Linked DNA regions of Sus scrofa: region 2 is linked to region 1. Evidence: chromatin contacts called from public Hi-C data. All regions are on one chromosome and are shown on one strand. Each heading gives the region's core, a stretch centred on a gene start, on an enhancer-like site or on the middle of the called end of the contact. The rest is flanking DNA. Distances are from core to core; before and after follow the strand shown. Region 1 holds the start of GLUD1 (glutamate dehydrogenase 1). Region 2 overlaps FAM35A (protein FAM35A).

What was found. A called contact is a pair of places that touch in the nucleus more often than the background predicts.
Region 2: a Hi-C map of liver shows a contact between it and region 1, with 5 times the contacts expected there. The contact joins the enhancer-like site here to the promoter of GLUD1 in region 1. A contact is called at or near these places in 1 of 5 promoter capture datasets (liver), 7 of 47 Hi-C or Micro-C datasets (embryonic fibroblasts, epiblast stem cells, liver and 1 more) and 1 of 2 datasets of contacts at active chromatin or transcription factors (alveolar macrophages).

Annotation. Positions count from the first base shown.
Region 1 is chr14:88,000,752-88,008,544 of Sscrofa11.1, reverse strand. GLUD1 (glutamate dehydrogenase 1) reads left to right here and starts at 3,170. Exons shown (of 13, transcript NM_001244501.1): 1 at 3,170-3,744. The coding sequence starts at 3,300. FAM35A (protein FAM35A) reads right to left here and starts at 2,946. Exons shown (of 9, transcript XM_021073593.1): 1 at 2,880-2,946.
Region 2 is chr14:88,075,288-88,083,080 of Sscrofa11.1, reverse strand. It overlaps FAM35A (protein FAM35A), which reads right to left. Exons shown (of 9, transcript XM_021073593.1): 4 at 3,627-3,821; 5 at 3,322-3,456. Among named protein-coding and RNA genes, the nearest start is that of FAM35A, 74 kb to the right of the region's middle. Within about 2 kb of position 3,365, at least 2 of the 83 cell types and tissues checked have an H3K27ac peak or open chromatin away from gene starts, as enhancers often do. A contact at or near this core is called in liver, where this site is marked.

The DNA.
Region 1 (7,793 bases), core at 1,921-4,420:
TAGATCACAAAACGGCTTAGGACAAAATGGCTTCTCTTATGTCAAGAAAGCCATATCTGGTTCTCTTTCTCCAGGGACCCCCCTAATTTATCTGCCCACATTACCAGTGTCTCTACCCTAATCCCTACTGCTTCAGTCATGTTTTTCTTTCCTGCCTTTCACTAAGGAACAAGCTCAGTATAATTATATGTACATTTATACTTCACGATATAATCTATTTTTTCTGCATCTCTCCGTGATGGTCAACAAGAAGGTGCTTTTTTGCTTCTCCAGTATATTTTTCAGTTATGTCTGCTTTTAACACCATCCCAGATATGTTGCAATTTTTAGCTTACACTTGCTTTCTTACTCTTCAAACCCCAATCCCATATCGAAATCACAACTCATCTAAAATTTCTATAAAGAAAATGCTAAAGATAGAATAAAGATTTGCTTTTATACAGGGTCACCCACATAGATCAAGTGGCACTGACTGGTGAGGTATCCTGAATAATAAACAACTGAATGTACTATCTTTCTTTTCCTGAGGAAAACAAAAAACTGAACCTCCAGTTAAAAAAAACCTGAGAAAAGAAAAAGGCAGAGAGACATAATGAATTACATACAAGTGAGTTCAAAATCCCAGTTTTTCTTTTTTTTTTTTTTTTTAGGGCCGCATCTGCAGCACGTGTAAGTTTTCTGGCTAGGGGTCCAATCAGAGCTGCAGCTGTCAGCCTATACCACAGCCACAGCAACATGGAATCTGAGCCACATCTGTGACCTACAGTGCAGCTCATGGCAACGTGGATCCTTAACCCACTGACCAAGGCCAGGGATCAAACGGGCATCCTCATACTAGTTTGTTTCCTTACCAATGAGCCACAACGGGAATTCCCCCCCCCTCCTTTTTTAGAGCACAATTTTAAAATAAAAGATTTTAAAAATTCAAAAATCTACTTGATGGGTTCTTTTAGAGATACTTTTAAGGCATCTATACATAGGAGATTCTCAAATTAAAATAATTTCCGGGAGTTCTCATTGTGGCTCAGCAGTAAATGAACCCAACTAGTATTCATGAGGATGTGGGTCTGATCGCTGGCCTCACTCAGTGGGCTAAGGATCTGGCATTGCCATTAGCTGTAGTGTACGCTGCAGATGTGGCTCAGGCCTGGCATTGCTGTGGCTATGGTGCAGGCTGGCAACTACAGCTTGGATTAGACCCCTACCCTTGGAACTTCCATATGCCATGGGTGTGGCCCAGAAAAAAAAATAATAATAATAATTTCTTTACTTCCTTCCATAGCCTTTCTACCTTCTTGAATTCAGGTGAACAAAACTTGGAAGAAGCAAAGTTAAACATTTATTTTTCTGAAGGCTAAAGTTATCAAGGAGATAAACAAAGGCAATAAAACTAAGCTTTTAAACCACTTTCCTCAAAACATATCTAAGAATTTAATCCGAACGTAATTTAGTGAAGATCCAGGTTCTCACCTCATACTTTACAGAATATTGTGAGAATTAAAACATTCTCCCTGTTGTATAGCAGAGGGAACTGTTATCTAGTCACTTGGGATGGAATATGATGGAGGATAATGTGAGAAAAAGAGTATATACACACACACACACACACACACATATATATATGTATATATATACACACACACATATATATATATACGACTGGGTCAGTTTGCTGTACAGCAGAAACTGAAAGAACATTGTAAATCAATATAATAGAAAAAATAAAAATCTTAAAACAAATAAACAGTAATACCCCTTGTGGCTCAGTGTAAGGGAATGTGACTAGTATCCATGAGGATGTAGGTTCAATCCCTGGCCTTGCTCAGTGGGTTAAGGATCTGGCACTGCGGTGAGCTGCAGTGTAGGTTGAGAAGGCCACTCTGATTTGGCGTTGCTGTGGCCATCCTGTAGGCCAACAGATACAGCTCCGATTGGACCCCTAGCCTGGGAACCTCCATATGCCACGGGTGTGGCCCTTAAAAAAAAAAAAAGGCAAAAAAAATTCTCATCCATGCTCTAATAAGTGAATAAAGTCAGTATCAGAAGGCAAAGTCGTTTTGCAAGTCAAAAAGATGCCGTTTTTAAAAATCACCAAAGTACAGAGGGGATGCTAAAGCTAGTAATATGGCCTTTGATAGCTTGTCTTACAAACTGAGTCAGTACACTTTTACAAGCAACAAACTTATCCACAGGAGTGTTATAACTTAAGCATAGCTCATCAAGTATAAATTCAAAATCAAACCCTCATATTCTTTAAGTCTACGAATCCTATTCTAGATCATTAATACGTATATTATTGAGGAAGAATTTCTAGTTTTATTGCATTTCTATAGTGTGTTTTCAGACTATTTCAAGAACATATTTCTGAAATAGGGACGCACAGTCAGTAAATTTTAGAAAGACACAACAATGATTTACATGTCTATTTCCTCTCAACCTCACTGAACAGTTGAAAGGGACAAATAAGAAACTTCGAGCGGTGAAAGCCAATGGGTAAGGGATTCCCCAGCTCCCAGGCTTTCTGCTTTCCCCTTCCTGCAAGCCACCTCAAAACTTCCACTCCATTGACAGGAGTTCTTCCCAGTCTCGGCGGATAAAGTCAAGCCCTTAGCCCGGCCTCCAACCGCTGCCTCTCCCGGCCGCCGGAAGACAGACGCGGGACGGACTCCCCGCCCGAGGGCGCGCAGGCTGAAAAAAGGAATACCCCTGACTCACTCGCCCCGGGCCCACCGCCAGACCACACTACCTTCACCCACGCTCCGTCCCGGAACCAGACTCTTAGCGCCCCCCAGAGGCTGGAAGGTCCCTTCCCCAGCGAGGCCTCCCCTCCCCCGGCAAAAACCCTTCCCCGGCAAGGCCGGGACCACGCACAGACCTACCAGGACACCAGCTCCGGGCAGATCTCAGCAGCCTGCGGGAGCCCTCGCCCCACCCCCACCCCCGCCCCGCGAGCATGCGCGCTAGGCCCGCCCGCGCCTGCGCGCCTCCGAGCGGCCTCGCCGGCACGCGCCGCCGCCGCCGCCGCCGCCGGGGAGGCCGGGCGAGGCCACGGCGGAGGCGGAGGCCCGGCTCCCTGGGCGGCGCGCGCCCCCCGCCCTGCCATTCACAGGCGACGTTGGCCCGCGGCCCCCAAAGTCCGTCCTCCGGGTTAGGCGGCGAGCGGCGGAGGGGAGGGGACAGCCAGGAAGGAAGGAAGCTGCGGCTTAAAAGGGAAGACAGTGCCGGGTCCTTTCTCCCTCCGTCCGTCAGTCCCCGGGCCTGCGAGAGCTTCTCTCCTCCGCGGCCTCCGCCCCGCCGCCATGTACCGCTGCCTAGGTGAAGCGCTGCTGCTGTCCCGCGCCGGGCCCGCCGCCCTGGGCTCGGCGGCGGCAGACTCGGCCGCGCTGCTGGGCCGGACCCGCGGGCAGCCCGCCACCGCCCCGCAGCCGGGTCTCGCGCCGCCCGCCAGGCGACACTATAGCGAGGCGGCGGCCGACCGCGAGGACGACCCCAATTTCTTCAAGATGGTGGAGGGCTTCTTCGATCGCGGCGCCAGCATCGTGGAGGACAAGCTAGTGGAGGACCTCAAGACCCGGGAGAGCGAGGAGCAGAAGCGGAACAGGGTGCGTGGCATCCTGCGGATCATCAAGCCCTGCAACCATGTGCTGAGCCTGTCCTTCCCCATCCGGCGCGACGACGGATCCTGGGAGGTTATCGAGGGCTACCGGGCCCAGCATAGCCAGCACCGTACGCCCTGCAAGGGAGGTGAGCGCTACCCAGCTCCTCGCGCCCTGCCCCGCCTGGCCGCCTGCCTCACCCGCCACGGCTCAGTCCAGCCCGGGCGGGCATTGTCCCCCACCCACGTCCCCCCCGCCCCACCAGCCCGGCCTCGGATGTATCAGGCTCCAGTGGATAGTGAATTTTCCACCCTATCACCACCGTATAGTTACCCCATCTCCTTCCCCCGCTAGCCATCACCCCCGGCTTCTGCATGTTGATGCTGTTTGCAGAAGACACCGTACCGCTCTTTGATCCTAGCGTCTGTGACAAATTGGGTGGGTCTTAACGAAAAGCACTTGTGGAAAAGGGATTGACCGGCCTATCTGATTGTGCCTCTGCTAGATTTTGTGGGCTTCTATGACTCATGCGAATGCAAACCATGAAAGAATTGTTTGCGGATTTTTTCACCCTTCTACAGCAGTGACAGATGACACAGGAACATACAAAATGAATCGCCTTTTACGTTTGAAATCCAGTTTTACTAACTAAATGAATTTATTAATTACATGTTTATTAATTATGCATTTTCCTACCCTGACGGCTTCGGTCTTGCACACACAGAAAAGGTAATACATGAGCAGAGTAACATCTGACAAACACCGGGCGTCCTGACAATAAATCTAAAGGGTTTAGACTGCAGGACGGCCAGCCAGCCAATGGAATGAAATAGCCCGGGGGGTGTGTACTGATCCTAGCTAGTACTAGATTTGAGCTTGAGGAAAAGATAAAGTACTTGAAGGAGCTGAGTCGGTTAAATTTTGATAGTTAACAAATTATCCTGTAGTTTAAAATTTTGAATGTCTGTAGATTTGGCTTCTTCTACAGTTAAGATTGCTTTCTTGAGCAAATAACACCCCCCCCCAAAATTGCACAGTGCATGTTTAAAGTGCTTAAAAAATAACGTGGCAAAACCACTTATTTCTATTTTTTAAATTATGTAGAATAAAGGACCCAGGGAGGTAAAGAATCTTGCTGGAGGTTGCTTGGCTAATAAAGAGGATCTTTGTCAAGACCTTTTGTTTGGGTAAATCTGGTCCGGTGTTCTATTATACCAGCTGACTAAAAGGATGATCTTTAGAAATCTCTCTACCTGAAAAATCTGAGCTCTGCTGGCATTCTTAGTATAGGAACAAAGGTTGCTTCAAACTGCTTAATGATTTACTTTTACAAATTGCTAGTTTTGCATTGGCCCTACCCACTTCTAGGACTTAGCTTTAGAGCTTAATTACCCTCCAGCTCTCTGTTTTTCTCTCCTAAAACCTACTTTTTGTCATTTTAGGGCCCCAGTCTTTTGGCAAATGGAGGTTCCCAGGCTAGGGCTCGAATCAGAGCTGTAGCTGCAGGCCTATGCCACAACCACAGCAACGTGGGATCCGAGCCACGTCAGCAACCTATATACACACAGCTCATGGTAATGCCAGATCCTTAACCCACTGAGCGAGGCCAGGGATAGAACCCGAGTACTCATGGATACAGGTCAGGTTTGCTAACCTCTGAGCCATGAGGGCAACTCCCTAAAACCAACTTTTGAACCACTTTGATCTCTCTTTCTAGCTCCAGTATTACATAAAACATTCACACTGTCCATTTCCTATGTCACCTTCCTTCTTCCTCCTCACTCCCTTAATCTCTAACCAAGAATGCAAGCTCACCATCCCAAGACAATCAGACAGAATGTTGAAAGAAGAAGCAAAGTTAGCAAATATTAAAGTGTAGTGTTTATTTAGAATGGACATCAAGTTCTTATACTGTCCTTTTGGCAGTATTTTCCAGTCATTTAAAAGATATGCAACTAAATCAGCTTATTTTTCTGCAGAATCTGATTTAGTTCCCTTGATTTTTATATTATGCTGTTCTTTATATGCCAAGCCCTTTCCTATCATTATGAGTCACAATTCCACAAACTCACTAAAGCAACTCAAGATTGCCATAGTTTTTCAGTCCTCTTCCTCTTGTTGCCACAGCAGTTTTATATCAAACTATTAATAAACCTAGCAACAAATTGCATCAGCCATACAAAACACTGTTATTGTAGCACTTGCGCTTGCTAGAGCTATTCTGCTAGAGCGAAAGATACAGTTCTGTTCTGTTTATCCCATTTACAAGAAGGCATGCTACTGAAAGCACTACTAACTCGTGGCATATAAATGGAAACTTAATTGTAATTAATAAATAGTAGCAGGCATTGCAAGATAGTATAATATGAAGGAAAATCAGCCTGTATAAGGTTTATTAACTTAAGAAATTTGAAAGACTTTATGGAGAGAACAGGATTGGGGAGGATTATATACCTGTGGGAGCTCTTCAACATATTTTGAAGTGTTTAGATAATACTAAATAGATCAGCAAAATTGGGTACTGTAGGCATCCATGCTTTGCTTTCAAAACAAAGGGGATCTTCTAATCCATTAGATGCCCTTATTTATTTATTTATTTTATTTTCCCACTGTACAGCAAGGGGATCAAGTTATCCTTACATATATACATTACAATTACATTTTTTTCCCCACCCTTTGTTCTGTTGCAACACGAGTATCTAGACAAAGTTCTCTAGATGCCCTTATTGCAGAGAATATATTCCAAGAGGGAAATATTTTCAGTGATTTTTTTTTCTCTAATTAAACACTATAAAAGTTGTTAACCTCCTTGGTTTCAAGTTTTAGAAATACAGCATCTATTAGGTGATTGAGATTTTTTAAATGCTTTGGATAATCTCTATGAACTTCATTGAATAAGGTCCTTCCCCCCCTTAAACATCCTTTTTCTCTCCCTATTCTCATTCCTCTGCTTAGTCAAGCAACTGTTCTTTGGGGGAGGGGGAACTTGTCTGCTCCCCTTCATCCTTTTTCCCATCCACAGCTTTCTAATCTTTCCTCAAGAGCAACGTTGTACTTGTGTTTTCCAAAATAGAATACTCAAGGTTGAAGCAAAGCAATAATCATAATTTATAATCTCTATAAGGGAAACAGGTGGTTTTAAAACCTAAGGGTGGCTGATGTGTACTTTATCACAGGTAAATATTTAATAATACATATCATTTTTGTGCAACTTTTTTCCTACATAACCATATTTAACTGAAGCCAATGGATTTGCATCTGTTAAGGATTTGCAAAAGAGTATCCTTTAAGGCTCTGAAGGGAAGTTTTTTTGTTTTTTTTTATTTTGGTTTTTGGAGGTTTTTTTTGTTTGTTTGTTTGTTTTGCATTTTAGGGCCAGACCTAAATTCCCAGGCTAGGGGTCCAATCGGAACTGCAGTTGCCTGCCTCCGCCACAGCCACAGCCACTCAGGATCTGAGCAGCGTCTGTGACCTACACCACAGCTCATGGCAACACTGGATCCTTAACCCACTGAGTAAGACCAGGGATCAAACTCAAATACTCATGGAGACTAGTCAGGTTCATTACTGCTGAGCCACAACGGGAACTCCCTGAAGGGAAGTTTTAAGAAAGCCCTTATAAATATTTTCAGCAAAGATGAATCTTGTGGAAACTTAGGCTTTGAGAATATTAACAGTAGTATTCCTGTTAACATTCTCAGAATAAACTCTCTATTTTATTGGTCATGGACCTACCTGAGATTGATATGCCTTTTTAGAAGGAAATTTATTACCTAAAAGTTATTTGAGGGGGAAGTAGAGAGATGGATGACAGCAGTTCATTGTAGGAGACAATTTACTTTCTCTTGCTGCCTGTCCTCCTGTCCCCTACCCCCCCACCATCCCCACCCCCACCTCCTGGTCTTCAGGTTTAAATTACTGGGTCCAAATTTCCTGTGACTGATTCTTCTTATCTTAGAACTTTCTAACATTATCTTTTAATAGAGTTGGTGGACTCCTCTGATACACTGACTTAAATCTTTTATTTAACTGCAGATATCAAGACCAAAAAAAAAAAAAGTATACCCTAGTTAACCCATAGACTTGTTTTTAAGAGCAAAATACAAAAAAAGCGAAACTGTAGGAGGTCAATGGTCTTTGTTCTCATCTTTGGGTGGCAGGATGCAGGGGTGGGGGCAGAGGAGGCTGCTCGGATTG
Region 2 (7,793 bases), core at 2,116-4,615, 74 kb before region 1:
CTTGCATCCTCATGGATACTAGTTGGGTTTGTCACTACTGCTGAGCCACAATGGAAACTCCCTGGTCTGTATTTTATTCTTCATTCATTCCTTTTTTTTCTTTTTTTTTTTTGTCTTTTTGCCATTTCTTGGGCCGCTCCCGCGGCATACGGAGGTTCCCAGGCTAGGGGTCTAATCAGAGCTGTAGCTGCCAGCCTACGCCAGAGCCACAGCAACGCTGGATCCGAGCCACGTCTGTGACCTACACCACAGCTCACGGCAACGCCGGATCCTTAACCCACTGAGCAAGGGCAGGGATCAAACCCGCAACCTCATGGTTCCTAGTCAGATTCGTTAACCACCGCGCCACGACGGGAACTCCTCTTCATTCATTCTTAAAGAAAATATCTACTTACACAGGGAGTGCTGTGTGAAGGGAATACGATGATGAACAAACTAGTCAGGGTGCCTACATTCACAGAGTTAACAACCTACTGAGAAATTTAGTTAATTACCAAGCAAGCAGATAAGCTAGATGATCCCGACTATGTTAAGTGGCAGGAGTGGACTACAGAGAGTGATTATGGGAGTGATTATGTATATTCATGTGTGCGGATCTGAAAGTGGAGCTGAGAGAGGAAGGAGCCATCCAAGGGGAGAGCTGGGGAAGCACTCTAGGCAGAGGAAACATATACATGCAGGATCCTGAAGCAGGAGTTCCTGTTGTGACTCAGCGGGTTAAGAACTCAATTAGTAACTTAACTTAGCTGCCATCAGGCCAGCAGCTACAGCTCCAATTTGACCCTTAGCCTGGGAACCTCCATATGCCACGAGTGCGGCCCTGAAAAGTCAAAAAAAAAAAAAAAAAAAAAAAAAAAAAAAAAAGACTTCTATTCAATGACTTCAGGAGAATATTACATTAGAATGGCATTTAGTTCTGAATAGCTTATTTTATGCATACCCAATTATTCCCAAGAAATGTAACTTACATCCCTAGTCCACCCTTATTAGGACCTAAACTGTGACCAATGCTTCCTACATCTGAGGCATACCAAACTTCTATTAGCAACACATGTTTCAAAAAAAAAACATGAACTTGGGATTGATTTCTTATTCTTCTTCTCCAAAATATCAACTCTGTTATCTCTAGTATGCAGTAATGACTGCGTGACAATCATTTCTAATTATATCACCTAAATGTGAGTTTGTTATCTTTGGGAACAAGCAAAACCAATGCCCAGTACAGAGGCTAATATGGGGAATGCCTCGAGAAATACTAAATGAATGGCTAGAATGCTAACAATTTCTGAAAGTAGAAATCATTTCACTTACTGAAATGATTCTTCAAAATTGGTATTTTCAGGGTTCCCATCGTGGCTCAATGGTTACAAACCTGACTAGTATCCATGAGGATGCATGTTTGATCCCTGGCCTTGCCCAGTAGGTTAAGGATCTGGCATTGCTATGAGCTGTGGTGCAGTTCACAGATGCAGCTCAGATCCCGTGTTGCTGTGGCTGTGGCATAGGCCAGCAGCTACAGCTCCAATTTGGCCCCCAGCCTGGGAACCTCCATATGCCGAAGGTGCGGCCCTAAACAGACAAAAGATTTAAAAAAAAAAAAAAAAAAAAAGGTATTTTCCCATTTAGAGAGAATAATCTTGAGGTATTAAGAGGGATATTACAACTTAAAAATATCCTGCTGTATAGCACAGGGAACTATATCCAGTCACTTGTGATGAAACATGGTGGAGGATAATGTGAGAAAAAGAATATATATACATGTATGACTGGGTCACTTTGCTGTGCAGTAGAAATTGACAGAACACTGTAAATAAACTCTAATGGAAAAAATAAAAATCATAAAAAACCTCAAAAACAATGATTATAAATAAATATACTGAACAAATGAAGAACAATTACACTTTAATTCCTAGATTCATAAATTTTCAATATTAACCTAAATATCACAGAATTATCTAGAGATAACAATAATTCCTCTTCTATAACCAAATAACTATTGATTTTAAAAGAATATTCATACTAAGCATGGAGCAATCTGCTTTGGAATAACACCTTTGACCTACATTCCGTCCAGCATGCAGTAGACTTGTGCTCCTGGCCATGTTACCTGTGGTCAATAAGGATGGTTTGTCTATTACTGACACATGTTTGTCAGATTTCTCAACCACACAAATACTTGTCTTCGTTTGATCTTAACATAAAAGTCAAAAGTCAGACTTATCTCAAATCCTAGTTTTGGGCTATTAATGATTAAGAGAGACAATGCAACAGATCCTATCTTTAGACAACTATTTTGAAATAGAAGTTTGCAAGAAACATTAACTCTTTCAGGTAAGAAAAAATAAATCACATACTTAATCAGTCTCTGAATTAATTTAGCAGAGTAAAATAATTCATAAACCAGTAATTAAACTATCTGATTGTTAAAACTAAACGATTTCACAATACCAAAAGGAAGATATTATGCTATTTTATTGAAACACCAATTCCATTTAATTCAATACATCATACATTATTTACTTTTTTTTTTTCCTCTTTTTGTCTTTTCTTGGGCTGCTCCCGCGGCATATGGAGGTTTCCAGGTTAGGGGTCTAAACTGAGCTGTAGCCGCCAGCCTATGCCACAGCAACATCAGATCCAAGCCGCGTCTGCAACCTACGCCACAGCTCATGGCAACACCAGAGCCTTAACCCACTGAGCAAGGCCAGGGATCGAACCCACAACCTCATGGTTCCTAGTCGGATTCGTTAACCACTGCGCCACGACAGGAACTCCAACATTATTTACTATTTTTTAAAAAATGTAATCATGGGTCATACTTTAAACATGAACATTCTATGGCTAATAGTCCACACTTTCAAAACAACTGGGATAAAAACCTGGAACACAGTAATTAATTAAACAGTAACATTGTGACGAAAGAGTTAATACAACTCCTCTAACATCTGCCTTATAACTAGAGAGAAGTTTATTTATTAGATTACTTTCGCTGAATAAAAATTGAAGAAGCTTCTCCAGGATTAAATTTTTTAAGAACATTATCAGAAGAAGGTAAGATCCTCACTAAAAAGGTAAAGTAGAACACCTGGGAATAAATGGAAGCTTTTATTTTGCTACCATTAATTACAGAGGACTTTTTAGATCACTGAATTGCTTGCAGGAGGTATAAAATCATAACAGAAGAAGTCTGCAAGAGAATATCTAATCGTGATCAATTATATTTCAAACATAGTCTGATCTCCAGAATCTCTTCATCTTAGGTTCATAAGCATTAATCATTTACTTAACTATAAATAGGTTAAATGCTTTTGGTGTATTTACCTTTTTTCCTTTGAAGCTGAGGGTACCAGGCTGCTCCAGGACCCCATAATACAAGCACATAATGTTGACCTTGGGTCTGCTCCACTGTTAACATAACTTTCCTTTGCTTCTGTCCTCTATAACTGTATAATGCCTCTGGAAAAGGAAAAGGAATATTTTTTTCATTGGCACTACTCTATTAGATGTGATACTGTACTTCAGTGTTTAATGATAAATATCTACTGATAACCAAATGGTATACTAAGATGGTCATGTACTTTAATTTTTTTTTAACCTAAAATTAAGGAGGAGCCCACAATGTTTACCTGTCAGTATAGTGATATCAACAACTCTTAGAACTGCGTGGACTAATATGTCTGGCTGAAGCTGCTCCAATTCTACAAATTCTATACTGCTCATTTTCTGAGGCTGCCTTTGAGGAAGGTCTCTGAGATAGGAGTGTTTTGAAGACACATATGCCAGTAAATCTTGAAGTACAACATCACTAACTACACCGGAATCTAAGAAAGAAAAGAAAAAAAAAACGTACAAAAGATGTAAACATTGTATTTTCTCATGGTTTCTAGTTGGATTTGTTAACCACTGCGCCACGACGGGAACTCCTATATTTTCTCAATACAATATTTTCTTAGAACTGATATTTTATGCTGTAAAGTGTGATTAAATGTAAAACACAATTTCATTTCTATAAAACAGCTTATTCTTGAATCAGTTTAGATGACAAAATAAGCTTGATACTTTTAACCAATGAAAATGGAATTATTTACCATTTCCAAAGAAACTTGTCCTGTTCCCTTACTTCTCTATTTTGTTAACATCATTTTCCACCAATTAACCAAGACCAATATTTCAATTTTTTTTCAATTATTTTTTGACTTCTCCATACCCTGTTGTATCTAACCCATTCCCTAATCCCTGGAATTTGATTTGATCGTGTCTTCCCCACCTATCCCTGCTCTTCTTCCTCAAAACTGTCAGCATTTCACCTCTGAAATACTCTAAGATTCACTGAACTGGCTCTCCCTCAACATGCCTTGTCCTTTCCCACCTCTAAGCCTCTCTCCTCACCATTTTCACTGGCTGCAACACTGGCATCCTCCCTACCCATTCAAATACTACACAGAACAGATTAAGTCATTTCTCCTTCTCCCAAGCTTAGCTTTTCTCTCTCATTTGGCATTTGTGCATGTTCCACCTCATAATACTTTTCTTGATTGTCACAGCAATTATTTTTCAGTCATTACTTGACCTAGATGTTTTTCTCTCCTGTCTCAATTTTTTTCCTCAGTTTTTATTAAATACACATATACAATAAAATACATGCATTTTAAATGTACAGATTGATGAGTTTAGCTCATTAAATTTTAATTTAACTGAAGGAAAGGTAGGTATGCTTTAATAAAATGATTATTGACCAAAAATAAGATCTTAGCAAAAAACACAAGTACTTTTTAGAAAGAAGAGTCTATTAGCCAATTTCAATAGAAAAAAAAATCATTCATCTTTCTTTCTCCCAGTATCATTTCATCTTAATGTATTTCTCATGCCACACCAAAGCCTCCTTAGTCATTCACTTATTAGTAGACCATTCACTATGTGCCAGGCATTACACCAGGAGCTAGGGATACAAAGACATACCATGTCATGATCCCAATGCTGAAGAAATTATCAGCCTAGAGGTGGTCAGTAACTAACACTGGCTTAGGGTATAAGCAATATATATATAAGGATTCCTAACAGCACACAAAAATAATTGCCCAGGGAAGTTGGACAGGCTTCAGAGAGGGAATATTTGAGTTAGGTTTTGGAAAAATGCCAAACAAAAGTTTTCAAGGTAGTCATTGGGAAGGGGGGTATATTTCCAGTAAAGAGAAGGGATTTGTAAACCTTTATGTACCTACCATAGGTGCTTTTGGTAGCCAAATAAAGTATATGGGCCCATTATCAGAATAATATTTTTATGACAGCTTTATCAGAATGTGATTCACATAAACTTCACCCTTTTAAAGTGTGCAATTCAGGGAGTCCCTGCCATGGCTCAGTGGTTAATGAAGCCGACTAGTATCCATGAGGATGCAGGTTTGATCCCTGGCCTTGCTCAGTGGGTTAAGGATCAGGCATGGCCATGAGCTATGGTGTAGGTCACAGATGTGGCTCAGATCCTGCACTGCTGTGACTGTGGGGTAGGCTGGCAGCTACAGCTCCAATTCAACCCCTAGCCTAGGAACTTCCATATGCCATGGGTGAGGCCCTAAAAAGACATTTTTTAAAAAAGTGTATAATTCAGTGGGGTTTTTTTAGTATTTCACCAAGTTGTGCAAATATTACCATTATTTTAGAACATTTTTTATTACAAAGTAATATTTTTAAATTCATAAAATGAAATAGGATAGTAAAACAAATTATACAGAAATACAGTAATCAAAATATTTTTAAAATGGCAATAACTTATGTGCCTCATTAAAACATTAAATAACAAGGTATAGCAGAATATGCAGCAACTACTATAATTTTAAAGTATCATGGGCATAAATAATATTCAAGTTATCATTAACAACTTAATCAGAACATACGTGCTTTCCGTTGGTGACCAAGTCACAAGTATTGATGATATTACTGTGGATTGCTGCCTTATTCAAATGGAAAGAAATGCTAATTTTCACTAAGCAGCTAGTGAAAATAAAGATGTAATGTCTTATGGCAGGGGTGGAGGGAGGAGGATTGAATGAAGGCAATCAAAAGGTACAAACTTCCAGTTTTAAATAAGTACTAGGGATATAATGTACATGATAAATATAATTAACACTGCTGTATGTTACATATGAAAATTGTGGGGTTTTGTGTGTGTGTGTGTGTGTGTGTGTGTATGTGTGTGTGTTTTTAGGGCCGCTTCTGCTGCATGTGGAGGTTCCCAGGTTGGGGTCCAATCGGAGCTACAGCTGCCGGCCAACACCACAGCCACAGCAACGCCAGATCCGAGCCATGTCTGAGACCTACAACAGAGCTCACGGCAACACCAGGTCCTTAACCCACTGAGTGAGGCCAGGGATCAAACATGCAACCTTATGGCTCCTAGTCAGATTCATTTCTGCTGCACCATGACGGGAACTCCTGAAAATTGTTAAGAGAGTAAATCCTAAGAGTTCTAATCACAAGGAAAAAAAAAAATTTTCTGTTTCTTCAATTTTTTATCTATATGAGATGATAGATGTTCATGAAACTGTGATAACCATTTTATGATACATGTAAGTCAAATCATTATGCTATACACCTTAAACTTACACAGTGCTGTATGTCTATATTTATCTCAATAAAACTGGAAGAAAAAAAAAACACATAATGACTTCCCATCCAAGTTTATAGACAATTTAATGTAGAGAAATCAATTTTCATAAGTAGGAAAAGAAGTTCCTTGTGGTACAGTGAATTAAGGACCTGGTGTTGCTGCAGCTGTGCTGCAGGCTACAAGTGAGGCATGAGTTTGATCCCTGGCCCAGGAATTTCCACATGCCAAGGGTGTAGCCAAAAAAAAAAAAAAAAAAAAAGAAAGAAAGAAAGAAAAATAGGAGGCTAATGACCATCCAGTAAATGATAAGGGCTGGAAACCAGGCAAGACTGCAGGGGGAAAAAGGGTGATAGATCTGTGAAACAGTTCAGAGGTATATCCAAGAAACAATTAGATGTGTAGGGTAAAGAAAAGACTGCAGAGAGTATCTGGCACAGCTGAGTGGATGAATAAAAACAAACGTTTTTAAGTTTTTAGCATCTGATACATGAAATCTATTCTAATTAGGGTTACTGAATTCCCAAGTGAATTTTATAAAACAATGGTAATATCACTAGCAAAGATAATGCGGATAAGAGAAAAGAACAGACAGTATGAAAGATGAATGAGAGAAGGAGGGGTACAGTAGGGAGGAGGAGACCAGTTAGGTTACAGCAAAACCCAACTCCAAAATATCTCCTTTCACAGCTCCATTTTATTCACCAGGCCTTCTGGTTTCTCTTTCATAATAATCTAGCACATTTGGAAACAGAAGAACTGGGTTCAAATTCTGACTTTGTTAATAATGACTCCTCTGAACTCATATATAACTTCTCTGAGCTTTATTCTTTATCTACAGTAAGAGCTTTTTTTTTGATATTAGGGGAATCCCTAATAGTAAATTGTCTACTTATTCCTGCTTCATAAAAATCTATATAGAAACATCTGATTAATTAGATTCCAAATAAAATAGTCTAGGAGTTCCTGAGTGGTGCAGCAGGTTAAGGATCTGGTGTTGTCACAGCAGTGGTTGAGGTCATTGCTGTGGTACACGTTTGTTCCCTGGCCCGGGAACTTCTACACGCCACAGGCACAGCCAAAAAAACAAATAAAATAGTTTACTTCTTGTGTTAACTTTCAATTTATGTATGTAATTTCATAATATTTAATGTAGTAACATTTAAGGTAAATTTATAATCCTGTCACA